Linked DNA regions of Mus musculus: regions 1, 3, 4, 5, 6 and 7 are each linked to region 2. The links are chromatin contacts, called in public Hi-C, HiChIP or PLAC-seq, Micro-C and promoter capture Hi-C maps. All regions are on one chromosome and are shown on one strand. Each heading gives the region's core, a stretch centred on a gene start, on an enhancer-like site or on the middle of the called end of the contact. The rest is flanking DNA. Distances are from core to core; before and after follow the strand shown.

Region 1 (2,920 bases), core at 4-2,503, 330 kb before region 2:
CTCCGCATCCACTCCTATGGCTACATCACATAGCATTGTTGGGGACCGAGCTAGAGAGGCCTTCTAATGCATTAGCACCTCGAAAAACACACGCAAACTGTTCTCCTCGCCAAGTGCAACCCTTCTCTTTGGATTTTCTTCAGTGTAGTCTCTTGCTTTAATTAACCCCAGCTATGAGCACAGACCACCACTTCACAGTAAGCACCGCTGGGAGCCAATCAGTGATCTGATTCCTTACCTGATCTTTCTAGTCCGCTAGTCCTCAGGCTTATTAAATTCTTGAAGAAATCTCTTCTCTTTGGGCAACCATGCTATGCTATGCTAAGCTATTGCAGCCCTGGCCAGATTTCAGCCCAAGGTGTCCCCTGGGCCAGGGAAGCTCGCACAGTCATCAAATGATATAACTGAACCGTCAGACCTTGTGGCCATGGCTTTTCCAGCCTCCAGAGTGACAGAGAGCCTACTACTTCATACAGGAGTCCATTCCATCTCTGCACAGCTGTTCAGAATAATAGCTTCTAGTCACAGCAATGACTGCTACCCAGGCTACATGCCTACCCTTTAGATACTTGATACTCTCTAGTCTTTATCTCTCAAGTCTTCCCCCCTCAGGGAACACCTACTGCTTACATCTAGATCTTTCACGTGACTTATTTCTAGGTTTGCTCAGTGCTCCAACGTTCTTACTTGCCAATATTTTTTTTAACTTGGCCACTTTGAGTACAGTTTTCTCACATAGCAAAGCTATCAAATTCTGATCTGAGTGCTGTATTTACCTAATGCAACATAAACCTAAATATATTTGGTCTTTCGGGGAATTTACACTGTTGGCTTTACGCAAGCTGAAACATCTAGAGCCCTACCTCAGATATTCTCCAAAGTCAGGCTTCCCTCATCAATGTAGCCACTGGAGAGAAATGCAAGATTCCCTATGCTTGGTATATTCTATTTGGTTGATATTTAGCCCCTTGTTTCAGTGTGTTACAATCCTACTGAAATGTATCAAATTTAGAAAAATAGGTCACTCCAGAGAAGGCCCTTTCCCTTAGACGGATAGTCACTGCATGGGGGAGTTTGACTTAAAACAGCTGTTTCAGAAGGGTGTTGCTTATCAGGGCGACTCAGTTGAGAAGGAATTCTGCCCTGACCCCACTTTTCTTAGTCATTCTTTCAGTTAGAGAATGCTGAGAGAGGAGACCGGAGCTCTGCGGCCTGTGGGTATAGACCATAATCCCCGGGGCACCTACAGAACAACTAGGAACGTGATCACTTTTGAGTAATTCTTGTTAGCTCTTTTGCTAGCTTTGAGCTGACCGGCAACATTCAGTAGCACAAAAGCATGACGCTGCTCTCCGACAGGCGTTTATTTCTCCATGCAGTCACGGGGCCCTTAGCCTCATTGCCAGACTTAGCTTTTCTTTCTCTTGCCAAACCCTACCTCATTCAGCTAATTTCTTTCTCATCATCAAATATTTCACTATTTATTCCTCAGGTCTTAAAAATATGTTTATTTATTTTTTAAAACTTATTTATTTTATGTATGTGACTACACTGTCACTGTCTTCAGACACACCAGAAGAGGGCATCAGATTCTGTTACAGATGGTTGTGAGCCACGATATGGTTGCTGGAAATTGAACTCAGGACCTCTGGAAGAGCAATCAGTGCTCTTAACCTCTGAGCCATCTTTCCAGTCTCATATTTGTTTATTTTTAAATTATGTGCATGTGTGTATGCGTCTGTGTGGGGTTACGTGCATGGGAGTGCATGTGTGTCTGGAGGCCAGAGGGTATGGGATCCCTTGGCACAGGAGCTATTGGCAGCAGTGAGCCTCCCGACATGGGTGCTAGGAACTAAACTCCAGTTCTCTGTAAGCGCAGCCATGTGCTATTAACTAACTGCTGAACCACCTCCCTAACCTGATTTGTCAGGCGATTCTTGGGAGCTTACCACATATGAGAGGCACTCAGCAGAAAGGTGAACAAGCATATGAAGAAGAGGCAGAGAGGATGTACTTTCCACACAGTATAGCAAGTGGAATGGGTGTGTGTGTGTGTGTGTGTGTGTGTGTGTGTGTGTGTGTGTGTATGAATGCACACCAGAGAATGCTCTAGCTAAAGTGGGATGCAAGAAAGCTGAAGTGAAAGCTAACAGAAGTCCTTAGGGCTGTATAGCAACTGACTAAAGGAAAAGGGCTATCGAGGGCTTGAGAGATACCCTAGCAGGGAAAGTGCATGCTGTGCAAGAAGGACCTGAGTTTGCGCCCCCAGGGCCCATGTAGAGGAAGCCAGGCATGACACCACACATTTGGAATCCAAACAGTGAGCAGGTGGAGCAAGGTAGATGCTCAGATCTCTTTAGCTGGTTTGGCAGAATTGGTAAGCTCCAGGTTCAATGAGAGACCCTGTCTCAAAAAGTACAGTGGAGAGTGACAGAGGACAATGCTGATGCTGACTTCTTGTCTCTAGATGCATATGATGTGTGTGCATGTGCACACAACACACACACACACACACACACACACACACACACACACGAGGGAAAATAGAAGACGGGGGTGGGGGAAGAAGCCAGACAGGCTGGTCATGGAAGCATTCTAAGAAGAGAATGACAATAATAAGGGTTAGGGTCTGAGAACTCTATGAATTCCCCCTTCTTCCTCTCCCTCTCCCTCAATGGAGGACAGAAGTCTCCTATGAAGTCACTGAGGATACACACAGGACTGTAGATACTCAATTCTGCAGCCATCTTTATAGTTCATATTCCTGACACTACACTTGCTGCTATGCAACTCGTGTTCAACAAAGGACTTCAAAGCAAAATTTCACTGTTCACAAATTCTAATAGGTATATAGAATATGCTGCCTGTGTAACAGACATGTGGAGCTCTGTCTCAGAGCACCTGCACTGAAGCCAAAGGA
Region 2 (2,895 bases), core at 35-2,534:
CCTTATACTTCTTGTTAACTACTGCCAGCATTTCACTTCTTGTAACTGCTTCTTTCATCTTAAATTTATCTAGCAGGAATTCTATCAGCACACTAGCCTTCCTCATGATAGGATCTTTCAGTGTGTGCTGAATGGAAGTCCCTGCCTGGGTGCCATCTGAACTTTTTGTATCAGGCAGGACAGTAGCATTTCTACCACCTATACCAGAGCCTGTGCAGGATACACCTGCACCAAAAGATCCAGGGTTTTTCACACCCTGAGGAGCAGAACCACCAGGGAAGCTGGACCCAGCACTCAGGTCAACAGGAGAAGACCCTGCTTCCTCTGCAGTGGGCTGAACTACTTGAACCTCCCTGCGTGACTGCTGTCGTTTAGCACGGGAGCGGCTCTTACTCTTTTGACCCCTAGGCATGTTGACTGTGCTCAGGACTGAAGTAGAAGAGCTGACAGGCAGGAATCAGGACTTCCGAACTCGTGGATCAAGCTCTTTTCTGCAAACCCTAGGATTGTTCTCTTCAGACTGGCGTCCAAGCCTCTCCTGTCTCAATCAGCATTTCTTATAGAATAATGAGATCAGCTTGGAATTTCAGTCAAAAGTGCTATCTAGACCAGTGTTTCTCAACTTGTGGGTTGCAACCCTTAAGAGGTCAAACCACAGGTTGAATAAGATCATGGGAAAACATATTTGCATTCCGATTCATGACACTAGCAAAATTACAGCCATGAAGTAACAACAAAGATAATTTTATGGTTGGTGGGGTCATCATACATGAGGAACTCTATTAAAAGCGTTTCAGCATCAAGAAGATTAAGAATCATCCAGATTCTAGATGGAGCCCACAGTCGTGTGTGAAAACCCATTTGAAAGACTCGAGTTTTAAGCGTACAGGATCACTGCCCACATCGCGAGGAAGGGAAGGGTTAAGAGTCTCCTTCATAGGTCCAAGGGCAACAGGGGCTCCCGCTAGCAAAGTGACCTAGGAAGAGAACCTCGGGGACACTCCGCGAACCTCCGAAAGCACCGGGACCAGGCTGGGTCTGGCCATCGGGAGCGCAAGGCACTGGCTCCCGCTCCAGCGCGCCAAGCCGTTAGCACCGCCCCTTCCCGCCGGCTCCACCCACCGCCGCCTAGTCGCTAACCCTGGCCGCTGGGTGCGCGGCGCGTTCTTAAACCCCGCCTCCCAGGCCAGGGCGCGCTCTCCTTGTCGCCCGGCTCTAGGCGGTTCCGTTAGCGGCGGGAGGGAAAACCGCCCCCGGCGTCCCCGCCTCCGCTGCTAACGCTTTCCTCCCTACTCCCCCTGCGACCACCCCGCAGCCCGCTACGGAGGCCCCCGAAGTACAAACGTCCCCCACGCTCCGAGCCCCATCGGAGGCTGAGTCCAGTCTAACTCCTCGGGCCCTAAGCTCATTTTTTTTTCATTGTTTTTTGTTGTTGTTGTTTCTTGTTTTTCTTTTGGTCAGGAATTCGCTCTGGTGAGTTCCCTAAGGCGGCAGAAACTTCAGCCTCTTCACGGTAGTAAAAGTTGGTTTCCCCTCCCCCGCTGCCGCCCAGGCCTCCCGCATTCCTTCCCTCCCGCCTCTCCGGATCGGGGCGGGCGGGGGAGGAGGGAGCCAGAGCGCCTGCGCAGGGAGGCCGCTTTCCATCCGGGTCCCTGTCCGTGCGGTGCAGCAGGTCGGTAGGCGGGAAATGGCGACTGGCTGAAGGAGCTGGTTCTGTTGCTGCTGAGGGATAAGCGGGAAAGACACCACCTATTGCGCAGTCGGGACCATCGCCGGAGCCCGAAGACACTTTTCTGTCGTCACAGTGAAGGTAATTCCCTTGGTCCAGACGCTGCCGTTGCTCCGAAGCTCAGTCCTCTCTCAGGGCCGTCTGCCGGGATCTCCTCCCCTTCTCTAGCCGAGCCCTCAGCGGTTCCAGCAACGTCCGTAGGCATGCACTGTTGGCGCCTTGTACGTCCACTGTCGTGGAAGCTGCTCTGGCTTGGACTTTCCCCAGGGAACGGCCAGGGAGCTCACTTCCCGCCAGCTTCAGCTCTTAGGCTGCGGCCTGTGTTGTGATTTCTGGGGTTAGATTTCACTTTGCTACCCACCCCCAACCCCATCTCACGTTCCCAGTCTCTGACCCCGTGGACCCGATAGCTAATTAAGTTAGATTGCCTTTTCGAACCTTCTTGTGGGCCCACGTAATGTTTTTGGTATTTCATTCTTGTAGGGTGCATTAGGGGGGCGTTGCTCTCTCTACTTGAGCTCTTACAGACATCCTTTGAGAATCTGGAAAGAGGTTCTTGGAGCTTCTGTCGTTTTCTGTACTGCTAAAATGTTGAGTTGACATTACTACTTTTTAAAGTCAAGTGTGGTAGTAAAAACCAGCGTGTGTAGGAGGCCTCTGATTTCCGTAGTGGTTAGTTAAGGGTGAATCTTAATTCTATTTAGCATGTTGTTTACGTTGGGTAAGTCCGTATGAGTTTACCTTTGCGTTCTTGACCAGGATTCTGTGATAAATAATTGCATAAATAAATAGTGTTTATTTACTTCTCGCCCTAGTGGTAGCTGGATGTGTGAATGACGTTAGGCACTCTCAGAGTACCTCGGAGAAACCTACTGAGATACTGCCAGGAAACTACCCTAAGCTCCTGACATGAGTATTCTTAGATGCTACTCCAAGGCAAGGCAGGGAGTGTTATCTTTCTCATGCTACTAAGACAATACCAAGATTACGGTTACATCCATATACAAATTAGTGCCTTGAAATGATAGGCTTATCTACATGTTTTAGATTGTAGATTGCCTGTTACTTTGATTCATGAAATGCCAAGCTACACATTTGTGTTTGTGGTCCAGCAATTATCTCTATAAAAGCAGTGACATGGCATGTGGAAGCTAGTTTTTACTGGC
Region 3 (3,005 bases), core at 372-2,871, 480 kb before region 2:
TTTTAGTTTTTTATGTTCATTTTTCAGAGGCAGGGTCTCTTTATGCAGACCTGGCTGGCAAGGACCAAGCTGGTTTGAAACTCACAGAGCTGTCTGCCTCTGCCTACTGACTGCTTAAATGCATATGCCCACACTTATGTGTTTTCTACAACTTTCTTTTTTTTTTTTCTCTTTGTTTTGTACAACTTTCTTGAGACAGGTTCTTTCACTGAACCTGTTGCTTGCTGTTTCAGCTATTATTAGCCCAGCCATCAAGCCTAAAGTTCCTAACTCGTCTCTTCTCCCCACAAGGTGTCTATGTGGATGCTCGGGGTCTGACCTCAGGCACAGTAAGGGCAGCTCTCTTCCTAGCTTCTCTCTCTGCGGTGCTGTGGCAGCCTTTACGACCTAACTTAACGTTCTGACTAGCCAGCTTCTACCTTTTCCTCCAGCTCTTGTGCTGAATCGGGAGATCTCTTCTATAACACAAACAGGGTGGAGCTCAAGAGGTGGCTCAGCAGCTAAGAGGCTCTGCTGCTCATACAGAGGTCCTGGATCAATTTTCCAGCATCTGCATGGCAGTCTGTTACAGTCTGATACTCCAGGCCCTCCTCTGGCCTCTGTGGGTACTGCACCCACATGGTGCATATCCATGCATGGAAGCAAAGCATTCATACACTTAAAAATAAACAAACAAAACAATTACAGTGAAAAGAAACACACAACATAGGCCTCTAGCTCACTTTCTTCTTTTTTTTTTTAAAGATTTTATTTATTTATTATATGTAAGTACACTGTAGCCGTCTTCAGACACTCCAGAAGAGGGCATTAGATTTCGTTATGGATGGTTGTGAGCCACCATGTGGTTGCTGGAATTTGAACTCAGGACCTTGGGAAGAGCAGTCGGTGCTCTTAACCACTGAGCCATCTCGCCAGCCCCACTTTCTTCTTATATTTTGATTTTTGTTACTGTTCTGCCTGTGAGCCTGGCCTTTAACGGTTGAGCCATCTATGCAGCATTATTATTATCATCATTTGTAAGGATGCTATGTGTGGATATGTGCACAAGCGTAGGTACTGGCAGAAGCCAGAGGTGTCAGATCTCCCTAGACTTGGGGTCCCAGGTTGTTGTTGAGTCACCTGAAGTGACTGCTGGCAATTGAACTTGCGCCCTGTGGTACAGCAGTACGTCCTCTCAACCGCTGATCTGCCTCTCCAGCCTCCTTTACTTCATATTTCGAGAGAGATCTCCTCACTAAATCGATCAGGTAGATGCAAGTGGATCCCGCTATCCCCTTTCTCTACGCCACCTGTGACTTTAGGCGGGACGCAGGAAGAAACTGCAGCTAGGTTTTAAGGGCCAGCCGAGCTGGCATGGTCGGCGTAAGGCAGGTTTGAGAGATACTCAGGATGAAAGAGTTCAGAGCCAACCGGAGGGGAGGGGAGCCCGTACCTTTCTCGTTTCGAACTGGGACGGCCCCAGCCGTAGACTGGATGGGCGGCTGCTTCATGAGTGCGCTTGGGACCGACATGGTGACGGCTGCCGCGGAGACTCTCCAAAACGGACTCAATCCCAACAACGAAGAGCAAGGAGCAGAACGCCGCGTCCCACAGGCTGTGCTGGACACAGCTGCGCAACTGACAGAAACAACTTCCGGCAGAGGTAGAGGAACCGGAAGTACATAACAGAGGATTGTGGGTAATTGGAGGGCGGCTGAGCGCTGATCGCTTAAAGGGCTAGCTTGAAATTTGTGCGCTTTCCTAAGGCAATTTTCTCGTCTTCAACCGCTCAAGAACTGGAAGGTCCTCCTGTCTGACAGTTGTTTCTTTTGGTTTTGGTAAGGTCCAGGAAGGTTCGGATTAAAGATTTTATTTATTACATTTTAGGAGAGACTGTTGGTGCATACTGTTTAAAGCTAGAAGTGTGGCCGAAAATGATGGTGCACCCCTTTAATCCCAGTAAGAAGCAGAGGCAGGCGGATTTCTGAGTTCGAGGACAGCCTGGTTTACAGAGTGAGTTTCAGGACAGCCAGGGCTACGCAGAGAAACCCTGTTTTGAAAAAACAAAAAAGAAAAAACAAATAAAAAATAAAAAGCTAGAAGTGTAAAGTGTTTCATCCGGATACGTGGGTCACGTCTGTAATCCCAGCATTTGGGAAGGTGAAAGAGGATTGCCGTGTTTTGTAGGCCAGCTTAGGCAACAAGAGAAGACTCTTCAAAAGAAAAAAAAAAAAAAAAAAAGGAGAATCCCTTAGGGGCCAATTGTTGATTTGGACACACATGCCCTTATTCTAGCACTGGAAAGACCGTGGCAGGTGGATTTCTGTAATTGAGGCTAGTCGGTCTACACAGTAAAAATTCTGGGAGGGAGTACAATATTATATAGGACTTTGAAGGTTCTGTTAATATAATTATCAAATTTTTTCACCTGTGTCCTTGCTTGGTGAAGACAGGAAATTGACAAACTTTAGTGAGGATTTTCAATGAGTCAAACAAGGACGAAGCTTACAAGCAGAAAAGCTTTAGAAGGCCAGAGTAGACAAAAATATTTTTGTTGTTGTTGTTATTATTAAAAATGTTTATTGGATTATAACCACATTACCCTCCCATCTAAATTAAGGGGGGGAGCCCCAAAGATATACATAAAAATAAGAAGTTCAAGTTAGAACCCCTCAGAGTTTGTAAACAACTATGCACTAAATGTTAACCTGAGAGAAACAGAAGTGTCTACCTTTAGCAAATTCTGCCGAGTGTGATGGCTCACACCTTTAATCCCAGCACCGGGGAGGCAGAGACAGGCAGATTTCTGAGTTCGAGGCCAGCCTGGTCTACAAAGTGAGAAACCCTTTACAGAGAAACCCTGTCTCGAAAAAACAAAACAAACAAACAAACAAAAACAAAACAAAACAAAAAACCCCAAATTCTTATTATTGGGGTGGGTGAGCCATGCCATATATGATGATCAGAGGACAATAGTGAGAAATGGCCCTTATGGAGGCTCTGGGAGTAAGATAAAGATGCTAGGC
Region 4 (3,015 bases), core at 383-2,882, 360 kb after region 2:
GGGGTTCTATTTTCTCACTTGGCTGGGGGGGGGCAGCCTTTAAGTACTTTCCCCCGTGTTTAGAAGTATTTTAGATTTAGTTACCTAGCCCTTACCTATCACAAGACGAAATGAATTTCCAGTGTTTATAGGACCAGAGGGTAGAGATAGAGTTAACAGTCTTGAAGAAGATCGGATCTGGAACCTCTCTCGAAGCTTGACAAGATTTTTTTTCCTAAAGCCTTCCTCTGCCCCCGCCCCCATCTACAGAACCTGCAAAGTAAGGACTGCTCGCTTTCTATAAGGGTAGTTTAGGTGACAGTCTAATATTGTCAAGCACTCTGATAGGTGAGACACGGCTACCGAAATATGATAGTTTATTTCTCTGATTGAAGTAAAGCCCATTAAAGGTTTACAGCCTTGCCTGGCTAAAGGAAGTCTTTTTCAGGACCGCCTAACCTAATCCTCCTTCCTAAGGAAGTTAGAGGTGTGTGTGTGCTGGGGGTGGGGGGAAAGCGGGGGTGTGAATTGGGGGAGAAGAGGTTGGGCGTGTGTGTGGGGGGGGGGCGGGTAGTGATGGGTGGTGGAGGATAGGGAACTGAGCAATCCAATCTACCCAGACTCCAGTTAAGAGAAATAAAGATTCAGTATTGACAAATCTTGTGACTCTCATAACCTTAAGGAGTTCGCCGTGCTTAAATTTTTTTTTTTTTCAAACTTTTCCTTCACAAATCCCCCCTTGATCTGAATTGGTCTGTGTAGACTCAAGAAGTGCGCCCCTGGAGGTCGGTACCGGAACAGCACTTCAAGGTCTGATCTCATACCTCTGAGCCCACCCGATCCATGGTTCCCTACCTTCCTCTCTTTCAGATACTGTGCGCATGGCACCTGGCGCTGCTCGTCTTTGGGCACTCACTCACAACGCTCCTGGTCGTGGGGATAGGGCAGGAACCGGGTCCAGACGTGGACGTCCTGTCGCCAAAACCATGCACTTTGTTCAGGCAGAATCCCTTCCAATTCCCCATTCTTCTAAGTCAATTGCGGACCAGGTTGTGACTCCCATAAACCCAGCCTGGTGTCTTCTCCGCCTTCCATTTCAAGTCATTGTCAACTTTCTCGTACTTGGCACTCCGCCCTCGAACCGAACCAGGGACAGACTGGCGTGCTAGGACAGCGCCCCAGCACTGTGCCCTCTGCACCCAACCCCTAAGATCCCCGATTCCTACCCATGCCAGCACCTCGGGCAGCTGTAACACAAACGAGGCTCACAGGACGGTGAGACCTGGGAGGTTCCACCAGGAAACCTGGTTATCTAGACTTACAGGTTTTGGGGACAGATGGATACCTTGCTTTGGCGACAGGTCTGATCTGTAGGTTAATGTTGGGAGATTTTGTTTTAGAGCCCTGGCCCCCGACTGTGTGGGGAGAATTTGGGAACAGCTCTCCTGCCCCACACCCTGTTTATCTTCCACCCTCTTCCTCAGCCCCCAAGAGTTGGAACTTGGGGAGAGAGACTTGCCCTTCCCGCCTCCCAAACGGCCAACGTGCCTGAACCCTCGGCACCCAGGAGCCCTGCATCCTACAAGGTCTCACCTTTCATGCTCCGGTCCCCTTTCACGCGGGTCCCCGCGCTAGCTTCTATTCCGCCCTACTGTGCCCCGCCCCAGAGCTGGGACGCGCTGTCCGCTCTTCACCCCCAGCCCCGCCCGCCCCGACTCAGAGCTGGAGAAGCTGCCAGAACGGAGGAGCGGGCTACAGCGAACCCGGAGTCATCCAGGAGCCTATCCGCAGTCCCAGGCTGGGGCGACCAGAAGCTAAGGTCAGATCCTTGAACATTTCTCCTGGCCCACGAAAGTGGGTGCTCCGAGAGAGAGGGCTCTAGGGGTGGGGACAGCGGAGGAAAGGGGTACCGGTGGTCCTCCTTTTCTGCGGAACAGGAATTGTAGCCTCGTGTGCCTCCAATCTTTCCCCGAGGCTAAAAGGAACCTTGCTAAGGCCTGAGCTCAGCACACTGACTTTGAAAAACTAGGGTCATCTGGTCCTGATAATGTTGAATGACCTAGTTTGTTTGGGCCTAGAGGGTTTCTTGGCACCATCACATTATGCCAAGGAGAGACTTTGTTGGTTCTTCAGTATACAGTTACTCCCTGGGTCTTCAGGATGGAATCTCTGTGGCTTTAACTCATTTCGCTCTCCTTCCCACCTCGGGGCCAACAGAGTCATGATTCTAAGACTCTGATTTGGAAAAATGGCCATGTGGACAAGAACCAGACAGGCGTGTACTCTCCCAGATCTGCCGCTGCCTGGGGCCTCATTGCCCTGGAGTTGTGCCTTCATTTCCAGATTGTTTGGGAAGTTACCACACCCAAGTGGCTGTGTAAACTGTTAAGGGTTACCTACCCACAGAGACGTTATTAGCATGGCTACTCTCTTTTCTAATTTGTCCCCAACAATTTGGCCTGAAAGCCTACAGGTTGTTAGGGATGGATCTACATTTGGAGTCCAGGCTCCTGAAGACTTGACTGGAAGGGGAAGGAGGTCAAACTGTTTGGATTAGGGGAACTCAACTATGGCCTGCCACTCTACCATACCCAACACACCACCTTCAGATCTCCAGTGCCCGGCTCCTCAATTATTACCAAAGGCCACACTCCAAAGAACCTCTAGATAGATGGAATAATGAGTTGGGGGCTGGGCAGGGTCTGGGATTTTGCACTTGTTTAGTAGGAGATTTGGGGAGTTGTGAGTCACCTGTGGGTTCTCACCTTCAACTAGATAGCACATTTAGAAGCCCAGGCTGAAGATGGGGCTTTATCTGAGCATGTGACTTTCAGCACCCCGCCTCCAATCTTCAGGTTGTCTTTAGGATGTCTTCAGGATGACATTTTGTCAGAGGAGTCCTGGCATGAGTTGCCTGCTGCCTCTGTTTACCTGTGGTCCCACATGGTTTGTTGGCCTCTGGAAGGCAGGGCTGAAGCAGGAACGGCTGGTGTGGTACTCCACTTGAGGTTCCTTGCAGGATCCTGCTTCAGCCTC
Region 5 (2,816 bases), core at 120-2,619, 290 kb before region 2:
TGGCTGCATCTCCTCCACTGTGATAATTTAAAACACTCCAAATGAATTAGAGGCTGACTCAAAGACACAGGGTGGGACAGGGAGAGGAAGGAATGTCAGGCTTCCAATTTTTTTTCCAATTCTTTTTCTCACATAGATCAATAAAACTTTTTGTTTAAAACAAGCATGGTGGTACACACCTTGGGAAGTGGGGACAAGAGGAGGAGAGTAAGGCCCCTTGGCTACATAGAGAGTAAGAGGCCAGCCTGGGCTATGTGAGACTATTTTTAAAAAGCCTTTGCTCTTGAAATCCCAAGTTAGCACTCTCCACTTGTCTTCCGTCCGTGAGTCTTACTGCTGCAGGGTCTGTACAGGGAAACACTAGCACAGGAAGGCTGGTCTTTGAGGGGGGTGACAAGAGCTGATGCAAACCACACGCGGAATGTGTCTGTCACTGTTTTGTCCCAGGCTGGGCTTTATTTCATCCAATCTGGAAAGTTCTAGAGTCGATATTAACATAGCTAGTGTATCCAACTGACATCTGCCTTGTGCTTACTGATGCCGATCTAGCGCCATCAGAGATGCTCTGGGGAAGACAACCCCAGGTATTTTAAAGGGATCAGAATGATTATTATTTTTTAATAGTCAGAAAGGCTAGTCAAAAATATTTTTACAGCCCATTAAATAAAAAAAGAATAAAATCCTTGACACATTTAACACTAAATGCTGACTTGATAGTATTTTCTGCCTTCTAAATATTTTCAATTATCATTATGATTCCTTTGAATTTATATATTTTGGGCAAAACAATGATCTAAATAAGAATTTTTATGAGTCTTATTTTCAAGTAATTTTTATTTGTTTTTGTTTTATGTGCATTGGTTGTTTTGCATTTTTTTATGTATGTCTGAGTGAGGCTGTCAGATTATGAAGTTACAGATCATTGTGAGCTGGGAATTGAACCCGGATCCTGTGGAATCGCAGCCAGTGCTCTTAACCACTGAGCCAACTCCCTAGCACTCCCTCCAGCCCCAGCCCCAGCCCCAGCCCCAGCCCCAGCCCCAGCCCCAGGTTGGTTGCTGTTTGTCTGTTTGTTTTTGCTCTTTCAAGACAGGATGTCTTTGTGTAGCCCTGGCAGTCCTGGAACTCACTATATAGACTAGGCTGGCTTTGAACTCACGTGTTCCACCTACCTCTCCCTCCTGAATTCTGGAATTAAAGGCATGGGCCACCATTGCCTGGCTTGAAAGAGTCCTTTAACATAGAAAAAAAAAAAAAAACCCAAAAACCCAACAACAAACACTAATGGCTGTGTCTACCACCATGTGCTAAGGTAAGTGAGCTAACATTTGCTCAGTGCTGCTGGCTGCTACTCTTGCTTTGTACAGCAGCAGCTTGGGTCTACTGCCCTCAGCTGACTGATGAAAACCAGGGCCACTGAGAAGCTATGTGTCTTCATTTGTGTGACAAACAGGGGCTTGCGAAGTTAAGTGTTCTGGGATGTGGCTTGGTAATAATAACAGAGCTGACACAGGATGCTCCAGGCCCTCAGTCTGATGTCCTGGCATCACCACCAAGGAAGGAGAAAGAGAGAAAGGGGGAAGATCAGAGGAGGAGGAAGGAGGGGTCACTAGGTGCCAGTGAGGATAGGGAGGAAGACAGAGAGGAAGTTAGATAATGGGTGTTGAAGTACAGTTAAGTTCTTGTCTTTTGTACTCTACTGGTGTGACTACGGTTTATAAAAGCCTATTATGTATTTTATGAAGGGGAGAGAGAGAGAGAGAGAGAGAGAGAGAGAGAGAGAGAGAGAGAGAGAGAGAGAGAGAGAGTTTAAAGGCTCCAAACACAATGAAATGATGAGCAATAAATGCTAATTATACTGATTTGATAATTATACATTGTACACATGTACTGAATTATCTCTGTACCCCACAAATATGTACAATTACTATGTCAATTAAAGAGAAAAAATTTTTAAAATCACCACATAAAATACCCTAAGTATAAAAAGCCCCAGAATTAGAAGCATGCATTCTTTTGTTTTGTTTTGTTTTGTTTTGTTTATGTTAACAGAATATTCTACACACTAATTAGCTCATGACCTAATTAGTGTTCCACATGTAAACATGAACTATTGTTGGCTTTGAAATAAAATCTGGTATGGAAGGATCAATGGAAGAATTACACAGAGCTAGGAGCGTCTGAGGAAATTAGAAGACATTGCCTGTGTCTGGAGCAGAGAATGCAAATGAAGGCAGATGCCCCCCTCCTCCCCAGGTGAGGGCCTAATAGTCTGGAGGGCTACTGTGGTGAGTGCCCTTTACAGCCTTTCTCAGAGTCAGAGAGGTGTGGCTTTCTCTGTTAAACAGGATAGGTTCTGGGCTACAGCCCCTAAAAGCACCTGTTCTCACCAGCCTTGGCCACAGGGACTCCAGCAGCAACCATGGTCAGAACCATTCCTTATTTCCCTCCCCCCTTTGATTTCACTTAGTGTGTTACATCTTAATCAAAAACTGTCCCATGGAAAGTCTTCCTTTCCATCCTGATATCTGTCTCCTTTCTACCCTGATATTTCTAGAATTTAAAATTACATCGGAGGGGCTAGAGAGATAGCTCAGTGGTTAAAAGCACTTGCAGCTCTTCCAGAGGACGCAGGTTTGATTCCCAGCACCCACATAGTGGGCTTTTAACTCCACCTCCAGGGAATCTGATGTCTTCTGGTCCCCACTGGCACGAGCATGCACAGAATGCACATAAACTCATGTGGGCACACACATAAACATAATTAAAACTTATAAATAGAAAACTTTAAAATTGCATTTGATTATTATTATATC
Region 6 (2,743 bases), core at 102-2,601, 370 kb before region 2:
CTAAAAAGTACTGATGAGATTTCAGAATGGAGGGGAGGTAGAGAAGGCTAGTATATATTTTCATTTTTGTCTGAGTAACATATGTAGCCAATGCTTGTGTTACTCAGGATTTCTTGGCATGTGACAAGGATGGTTAAAGTCTTAATTTCTTGGGATAATTGCCTGTAACTAATGTGCAGGATAATATCCTGTCCCACATTTTTTTTTATTTCATGTGTATTGCATGTATGTCAGTGTAAAGGTGTCAGTTCCTTTGGAACTAGAGTTACAGACAGTGGTGAAGGCCTGTGTGGGTGCTGGGAATTGAACCTAGGTCTTCTCGAAGAGTAGTCAGTACTCCTAAGTGCTGAGCCATCTCTCCAGCCCACCTCCCCATGGGTTTTTATAGCTAAAATATAGTCAAACTACATTTTTCATTTTCCTCTACAGCACTTAAATTTGAGGGAAGGCAGCAATGAGACCATTCTAACCTCTCTCTTTTAAAAAGATATTTGTACAGCGTTGAGTTCCAGGACAGCCAGGGCTACACAGAGAAACCCTATCTCGGGGGAAAAAAAAAGATATTTGTATGTGTGTGTGTGTGTGTGTGTGTGTGTGTGTGTGTGTGTGTGTAGGTCAAAAGAGGGTGTCAGAAACCCCAAAGCTAGAGTTAATGGTGGTTGTGAGCTGCCCCATGTGGGTGCTAAGAACCAAACTTGGGTCCTCTGGAAGAGCAAGAAAGTGCTATTACCAGCTGGGCCATCTCTCTAGCTCCAGATGACTGTAGATCAGTTTCCCACATCTCTGTGGGTTCTTGATAACATTCATTACTGATGCCTGACGCTCTTAGATTAGGCAAGCAACTTGTCAACTGGCAGAGAGCTAAAACTGCTATTATTTTGGGGTTTGATTTCTTGGAAGTCGCTTAAAGATGCTGGCTGTAAGTTTCCAGAGGACAGCAACTGACTTGTTTACCATACTAGGGCTCCGCATGTGGGGCAACACGAGTTGTGGAATGGGCAAAGGGCTAGGTTTCAGAGTGCCCTCTTTCCTGGCTACTTCTTCTTACTGTAACTGTCTTGGCAGAGACTTTCTTCAGCAGGAAAGCAGCCAAGGCCATGCAGACAGCATCCTGGCCTCCCTTGGTTCCCAGCTCTCACCTTCTGGGCTGGGCTGTGGGTCATGTAGTTAATGGACCCACTAAGAGCCAGGACTGTCGGCTCCATGTGGATAATCTGGGCTGACATTCTGCTCTCTTGCTTCCTCTGATCCGAGCTCCCACGAGGCTGGCAACTTATTACAGCCACTCAGCGTGGCTAAGAGGCCCTTCTCACATTACACGGCCCACCGCAGCTCTGCTTCGCAGGGAAGCAGAAGTAAGAGGTGCAATTGCACAGAGGCGACTGTAGCTGCAGCTTTGCCTGGGCAGGTGCAGGAGGCCTGTCTGGTTCAAAGCATTCTAGGACTGCATAGCGAGAAGAACACAGCAAGTACTGGGGACATAGCACACAGACCTTTAGACTGACAGGTAAGAGAAATAAGATAGAAATAATAAAGGAGCTGCCTGAGCCATGATCGCCAGAGGGCTCATGAGCTCAGTTACTAGGAGGCCCCTCCCCCTGGCAGTAGCAAGAGACAGCTTTTGTTTGGACTGTGCTGAGAACTCAGGAAGGACAGAAGCAGGAGAACACCAGGAAGGCTTGGACAGCTGTCATCACAGCTCCTCTGAGGGACTTTAGAGACCCAGTGGAAAAACCATGAGACTGTTCCAGCAATGTGGTGACGCATCTTGGAGACCGAATCCCAGAATTAATAGCAAACTGAGACCATGAGGCAGGATCAGGAAAAGAGGCAAGACTCAGGGGGAGACAGGTCAAAATGCAATAATCTTCATGCTTTGAGGCTTGAAAGGGTGCAAAAAGGTCGTGGAGAGGACAGAGGCTCAGGCGGAGCTGGAAACAGAGGGCACAGCAGGAGGCAACTCCTCCAGGAGAGAAGGGTGGAGAGACAGGAGCCCCAAGACACCCAGTGAGCAAGCAATGATGAAGATCAATGTGAGCTTTGGGACCACCTTGGAGCCAAGGCAGGAGGCTTTCCTCACGCCTCTGGGATTGAGGAGCTCACTTCCTGTATCTCTGCTATGAATTAGTGGATTTAGAATACGTCCTCATCATAGATCGTCTAAGACCTCCCATGACTCTCAGGCCTCAGTGCTCCATGCTCCTTTTCTGAGGCTCAGAATCACCCCCACTTGGGCTACTTTGTGATTTCAGCCTGATACCTCAGAAATCACGGAACCAGACAGTCCTGGGCTCCAGACTGGCCTTGCTACTTACCCTGGTTGGACAACCTGTCTTAATCTATTCATTTGGAGTCTAATCATTGGCCTTAAAGGTTGCTTGATGGAGCACATGTTGAGCTCTTGATTCAGCACCAGGTACTACTTGGTGCTCAGTCTACATCAGCCTGGTAGATGTAGACTGTCAGCTTAGCTTACAGCAGACTCTCTCTAAAGGGGCATGTCTCTTCTTTCCCAGTCTTCTCTTGTTTACCCTTCTTTAATCTGGATCAACTCCACAGTCATCCTTTTCTCTTCAAGCACATCCTACCCTAACTGAGAAAGCGATCAACAGGACACATTTGTCCCTTGCCTTTTTATACCACCAGCTCTGGGGGAGATGAAGAGATCTTGGTATATATACCCCACTCCCCAAGAGAGAGCACTTAGTCCAAACAAACACTAGGGGCAAAAGAAAAGCCAATA
Region 7 (3,057 bases), core at 203-2,702, 450 kb before region 2:
CTCCAGCTCTCGTGCTGAATCGGGAGATCTCTTCTATAACACAAACAGGGTGGAGCTCAAGAGGTGGCTCAGCAGCTAAGAGGCTCTGCTGCTCATACAGAGGTCCTGGATCAATTTTCCAGCATCTGCATGGCAGTCTGTTACAGTCTGATACTCCAGGCCCTCCTCTGGCCTCTGTGGGTACTGCACCCACATGGTGCATATCCATGCATGGAAGCAAAGCATTCATACACTTAAAAATAAACAAACAAAACAATTACAGTGAAAAGAAACACACACACAGGCCTCTAGCTCACTTTCTTCTTCTTCTTCTTCTTCTTCTTTTTTTTTTTTTTTTTTGGTTTTTCGAGACAGGGTTTCTCTGTGTAGCCCTGGCGTCCTGGAACTCGCTCTGTAGACCAGGCTGGCCTCGAACTCAGAAATCCGCCTGCCTCTGCCTCCCGAGTGCTGTGATTAAAGGCGTGCGCCACCAGGCCCGGCTCTCTTCTTCTTCTTTTTTTTTTAAAGATTTTATTTATTTATTATATGTAAGTACACTGTAGCTGTCTTCAGACATTCCAGAAGAGGGCATTAGATTTCGTTATGGATGGTTGTGAGCCACCATGTGGTTGCTGGGATTTGAACTCAGGACCTTGGGAAGAGCAGTCGGTGCTCTTAACCACTGAGCCATCTCGCCAGCCCCACTTTCTTCTTATATTTTGATTTTTGTTACTGTTCTGCCTGTGAGCCTGGCCTTTAACGGTTGAGCCATCTCTGTAGCATTATTATTATCATCATTTGTAAGGATGCTATGTGTGGATATGTGCACAAGTGTAGGTACTGGCAGAAGCCAGAGGTGTCAGATCTCCCTAGACTTGGGGTCCCAGGTTGTTGAGTCACCTGAAGTGACTGCTGGCAATTGAACTTGCGCCCTGTGGTACAGCAGTATGTCCTCTCAACCGCTGATCCGCCTCTCCAGCCTCCTTTACTTTATATTTCGAGAGAGATCTCCTCACTAAATCGATCAGGTAGATGCAAGTGGATCCCGCTATCCCCTTTCTCTACGCCACCTGTGACTTTAGGCGGGACGCAGGAAGAAACTGCAGCTAGGTTTTAAGGGCCAGCCGAGCTGGCATGGTCGGCGTAAGGCAGGTTTGAGAGATACTCAGGATGAAAGAGGTCAGAGCCAACCGGAGGGGAGGGGAGCCCGTACCTTTCTCGTTTCGAACTGGGACGGCCCCAGCCGTAGACTGGATGGGCGGCTGCTTCATGAGTGCGCTTGGGACCGACATGGTGACGGCTGCCGCGGGGACTCTCCAAAACGGACTCAATCCCAACAACGAAAAGCAAGGAGCCGAAAGCCCTGTCCCACAGGCTGTGCCCCACACAGCTGCGCAACTGACAGAAACAACTTCCGGTAGGGGGTAGAGGAACCAGAAGTACATAACAGAGGATTGTGGGTAATCGGAGGGCGGCTGAGCGCGGATCGCTTAAAGGGCTAGGGTGAGATTTGCGCGCCTTTCGAGCAAGTTTCCCGCCTTCGACATTTTCCAGAACTGGAAGGTCCTCCTGTCTGACAGTTGTTTCTTTTGGTTTTTGGTAAGGTCCAAGAAGGTTCGTATTAAAGATTTCATTTATTATGTTTTGAAGAAACTGAGTATATTAGGAGAGACTGTTGGTGCATATTGTTTAAAGCCTAGAAGTGTAAAGTGTTTTATACGGATACGTGGGTCACGCATGGAATTCCAGCATTTGGGAAGGTGAAAGAGGATTGCAGTGTTTTGTAAAATTAAAAAAAAAAAAAGAAAAGAAAAGAAAAAGAAAAAAAAAGAAAGATAAAGAATTAAAGGAGGAAATCCGTTAGGGGTCATTTGTTGGTTTGGACACACACGCTCTCAATTTTAGCACTGGGATGACCGAGGCAGGTGCATCTCAGAAACTGAGGCTAGTCGGTCTACATAGTGAAAATTCTAGGAGTATTACATAGGTCTTTGAAGGTTAATAATTATTAAATTATTTCACTTGGGTCCTTGCTGGGTGAAGACAGGAAATTGACAAACTTTAAGTAGCGAGGGTTTTCAATGAACGAAAGAAGGAGGACGCTTACAACCAGAAATGCCTTAAAGTCTAAAGTAGACAGAAATCTTTTTTTCTGTTATTTTTATTTTGGAGCTGTGTTGAACAGGCAAGTTTGTTTTTGTCTCTACTTTGGTGGTTGTTCACTTATTTCCTCCCTGAGTAGCTAGGATTATCTCCCGGTGTGCCTCTTCACTTGACACAGAAATTTTATATTACAAACTCATCAGCCTAAGAAGTTATGTTGCTGAGCTTCGGGTGCCATTCAGCAGTGGAGCACTTGCCTGTTCTGAGCTCAGTGTAGTATGGAGCAGGGAATTCCATGGAGAGTAAATGTTTTGGGAAGATAATTGTTTTGATTCATGGCAAGTCAAGAGAGTGTTTGGAAAAGGATTAAGAAGGTCCTGACTCGATGAAAGTCGGTGTGGGGAAATCTCAGTTGGTAACGCCGGTTTCTGAGGCGGTCAGTTTTTTTTTTTTAACCTTGCGACAGTGTTGTAAGTAATCTGGCTTGTAACTCAGAGTAATAGAGGATGATCTGGAAGTTTTGATCTTCCTGTGTTGATTGCCTAAAGCTGAGATTACAGGTGTGGGTCCCCATGCTTTAGTTTATGTGTGTGGTACTGGGGATAGAATTCAGGGTCTTTGTGTATTCTAGGTAAACTTTCTACTGAGTTATGTTCCTGGTCTGTGGCTTAGCTATTAAAGTCCTCTTCTGCCACTGCTGCCAGACACAGTTCTGGTGTTGTAGCCCAGATTGACTGAATTGCTACTTGTTGTTGTCTATCATCCGTTAAACCTGTGTAGAGGATGGGTCACAGGCCTTGGCCAACACTGGCCATCCATCCGCAGATTTTCTTTATTTAGAAGCAGGTGGACAGGTAGTCATGTGCAACTTAAACCAGCTTTTTCAGCACTTAGAACCCAAGCAACATGAACTGCTTACTTTCCTTTCTCTCTCTCTCTCTCTCTCTCTCTTTTCCTTTCTTTTCTTTTCTTCCC

What was found. Promoter capture Hi-C pulls out the DNA fragments that hold promoters and counts their contacts. A called contact is a pair of places that touch in the nucleus more often than the background predicts. HiChIP or PLAC-seq counts read pairs in DNA pulled down with a chosen protein or histone mark.
Region 1: a Micro-C map of muscle stem cells shows a contact between it and region 2, with 8 times the contacts expected there. The contact joins the enhancer-like site here to the promoter of Mageb3 in region 2. A contact is called at or near these places in 3 of 39 promoter capture datasets (the 3T3-L1 cell line, cranial neural crest and hippocampal neurons), 1 of 484 Hi-C or Micro-C datasets (muscle stem cells) and 4 of 115 datasets of contacts at active chromatin or transcription factors (embryonic forebrain, embryonic stem cells and pancreatic cancer cells).
Region 3: a contact with region 2 is called in a promoter capture Hi-C map of hippocampal neurons, with 7 times the contacts expected there. The contact joins the promoter of Mfap1b here to the promoter of Mageb3 in region 2. A contact is called at or near these places in 8 of 39 promoter capture datasets (the C10 cell line, cranial neural crest, hippocampal neurons and 5 more), 6 of 115 datasets of contacts at active chromatin or transcription factors (T-cell acute lymphoblastic leukemia, astrocytes, effector CD8 T cells and 3 more) and 1 of 9 other capture datasets (pancreatic islet).
Region 4: a contact with region 2 is called in an H3K4me3 HiChIP or PLAC-seq map of bone marrow-derived macrophages, with 2.5 times the contacts expected there. The contact joins the promoter of Duoxa1 here to the promoter of Mageb3 in region 2. A contact is called at or near these places in 1 of 115 datasets of contacts at active chromatin or transcription factors (bone marrow-derived macrophages) and 2 of 9 other capture datasets (adipose tissue and liver).
Region 5: a contact with region 2 is called in a promoter capture Hi-C map of the HPC-7 cell line. The contact joins the enhancer-like site here to the promoter of Mageb3 in region 2. A contact is called at or near these places in 5 of 39 promoter capture datasets (the HPC-7 cell line, HPC-7-derived erythroid cells, cranial neural crest and 2 more).
Region 6: a promoter capture Hi-C map of hippocampal neurons shows a contact between it and region 2, with 5 times the contacts expected there. The contact joins the enhancer-like site here to the promoter of Mageb3 in region 2. A contact is called at or near these places in 12 of 39 promoter capture datasets (the 3T3-L1 cell line, the C10 cell line, the HPC-7 cell line and 7 more), 1 of 15 datasets of contacts at CTCF or cohesin (the NIH/3T3 cell line), 4 of 484 Hi-C or Micro-C datasets (embryonic fibroblasts and embryonic stem cells), 20 of 115 datasets of contacts at active chromatin or transcription factors (T-cell acute lymphoblastic leukemia, astrocytes, bone marrow-derived macrophages and 13 more) and 3 of 9 other capture datasets (adipose tissue, embryonic stem cells and liver).
Region 7: a contact with region 2 is called in a Hi-C map of liver, with 1.9 times the contacts expected there. The contact joins the promoter of Wdr76 here to the promoter of Mageb3 in region 2. A contact is called at or near these places in 11 of 39 promoter capture datasets (the C10 cell line, the HPC-7 cell line, cranial neural crest and 8 more), 1 of 484 Hi-C or Micro-C datasets (liver), 15 of 115 datasets of contacts at active chromatin or transcription factors (the 230-238 cell line, astrocytes, bone marrow-derived macrophages and 10 more) and 4 of 9 other capture datasets (adipose tissue, embryonic stem cells, liver and 1 more).

What each region holds. Positions count from the first base shown.
Region 1 is chr2:121,627,323-121,630,242 of GRCm38.p6, forward strand. The region is part of intron 1 of Frmd5 (FERM domain containing 5); the gene reads right to left. Among named protein-coding and RNA genes, the nearest start is that of Wdr76, 120 kb to the left of the region's middle. Within about 2 kb of position 1,254, at least 31 of the 459 cell types and tissues checked have an H3K27ac peak or open chromatin away from gene starts, as enhancers often do. A contact at or near this core is called in muscle stem cells and pancreatic cancer cells, where this site is marked.
Region 2 is chr2:121,954,808-121,957,702 of GRCm38.p6, forward strand. It overlaps Mageb3 (melanoma antigen, family B, 3), which reads right to left and starts at 1,285. Exons shown (of 1, transcript NM_008545.2): 1 at 1-1,285. The coding sequence starts at 412. Ctdspl2 (CTD (carboxy-terminal domain, RNA polymerase II, polypeptide A) small phosphatase like 2) reads left to right here and starts at 1,194. Exons shown (of 13, transcript NM_212450.4): 1 at 1,194-1,810.
Region 3 is chr2:121,472,402-121,475,406 of GRCm38.p6, forward strand. Mfap1b (microfibrillar-associated protein 1B) reads right to left here and starts at 1,622. Exons shown (of 7, transcript NM_001081975.3): 1 at 1,433-1,622. The coding sequence starts at 1,511. It also overlaps the pseudogene Gm14018.
Region 4 is chr2:122,312,098-122,315,112 of GRCm38.p6, forward strand. Duoxa1 (dual oxidase maturation factor 1) reads right to left here and starts at 1,633. Exons shown (of 10, transcript NM_001305262.1): 1 at 1,573-1,633; 2 at 1,302-1,347; 3 at 835-951. It also overlaps a transcript of Duox1 not described here.
Region 5 is chr2:121,663,057-121,665,872 of GRCm38.p6, forward strand. The region is part of intron 1 of Frmd5 (FERM domain containing 5); the gene reads right to left. Among named protein-coding and RNA genes, the nearest start is that of Frmd5, 140 kb to the right of the region's middle. Within about 2 kb of position 1,370, at least 10 of the 459 cell types and tissues checked have an H3K27ac peak or open chromatin away from gene starts, as enhancers often do. A contact at or near this core is called in the HPC-7 cell line, where this site is marked.
Region 6 is chr2:121,586,885-121,589,627 of GRCm38.p6, forward strand. All of the region lies in intron 2 of Frmd5 (FERM domain containing 5), which reads right to left. Among named protein-coding and RNA genes, the nearest start is that of Wdr76, 82 kb to the left of the region's middle. Within about 2 kb of position 1,352, at least 78 of the 459 cell types and tissues checked have an H3K27ac peak or open chromatin away from gene starts, as enhancers often do. A contact at or near this core is called in the HPC-7 cell line, astrocytes, embryonic limb bud and 3 more, where this site is marked.
Region 7 is chr2:121,505,271-121,508,327 of GRCm38.p6, forward strand. It overlaps Wdr76 (WD repeat domain 76), which reads left to right and starts at 1,453. Exons shown (of 13, transcript NM_030234.2): 1 at 1,453-1,593. Mfap1a (microfibrillar-associated protein 1A) reads right to left here and starts at 1,386. Exons shown (of 7, transcript NM_026220.4): 1 at 1,193-1,386. The coding sequence starts at 1,271.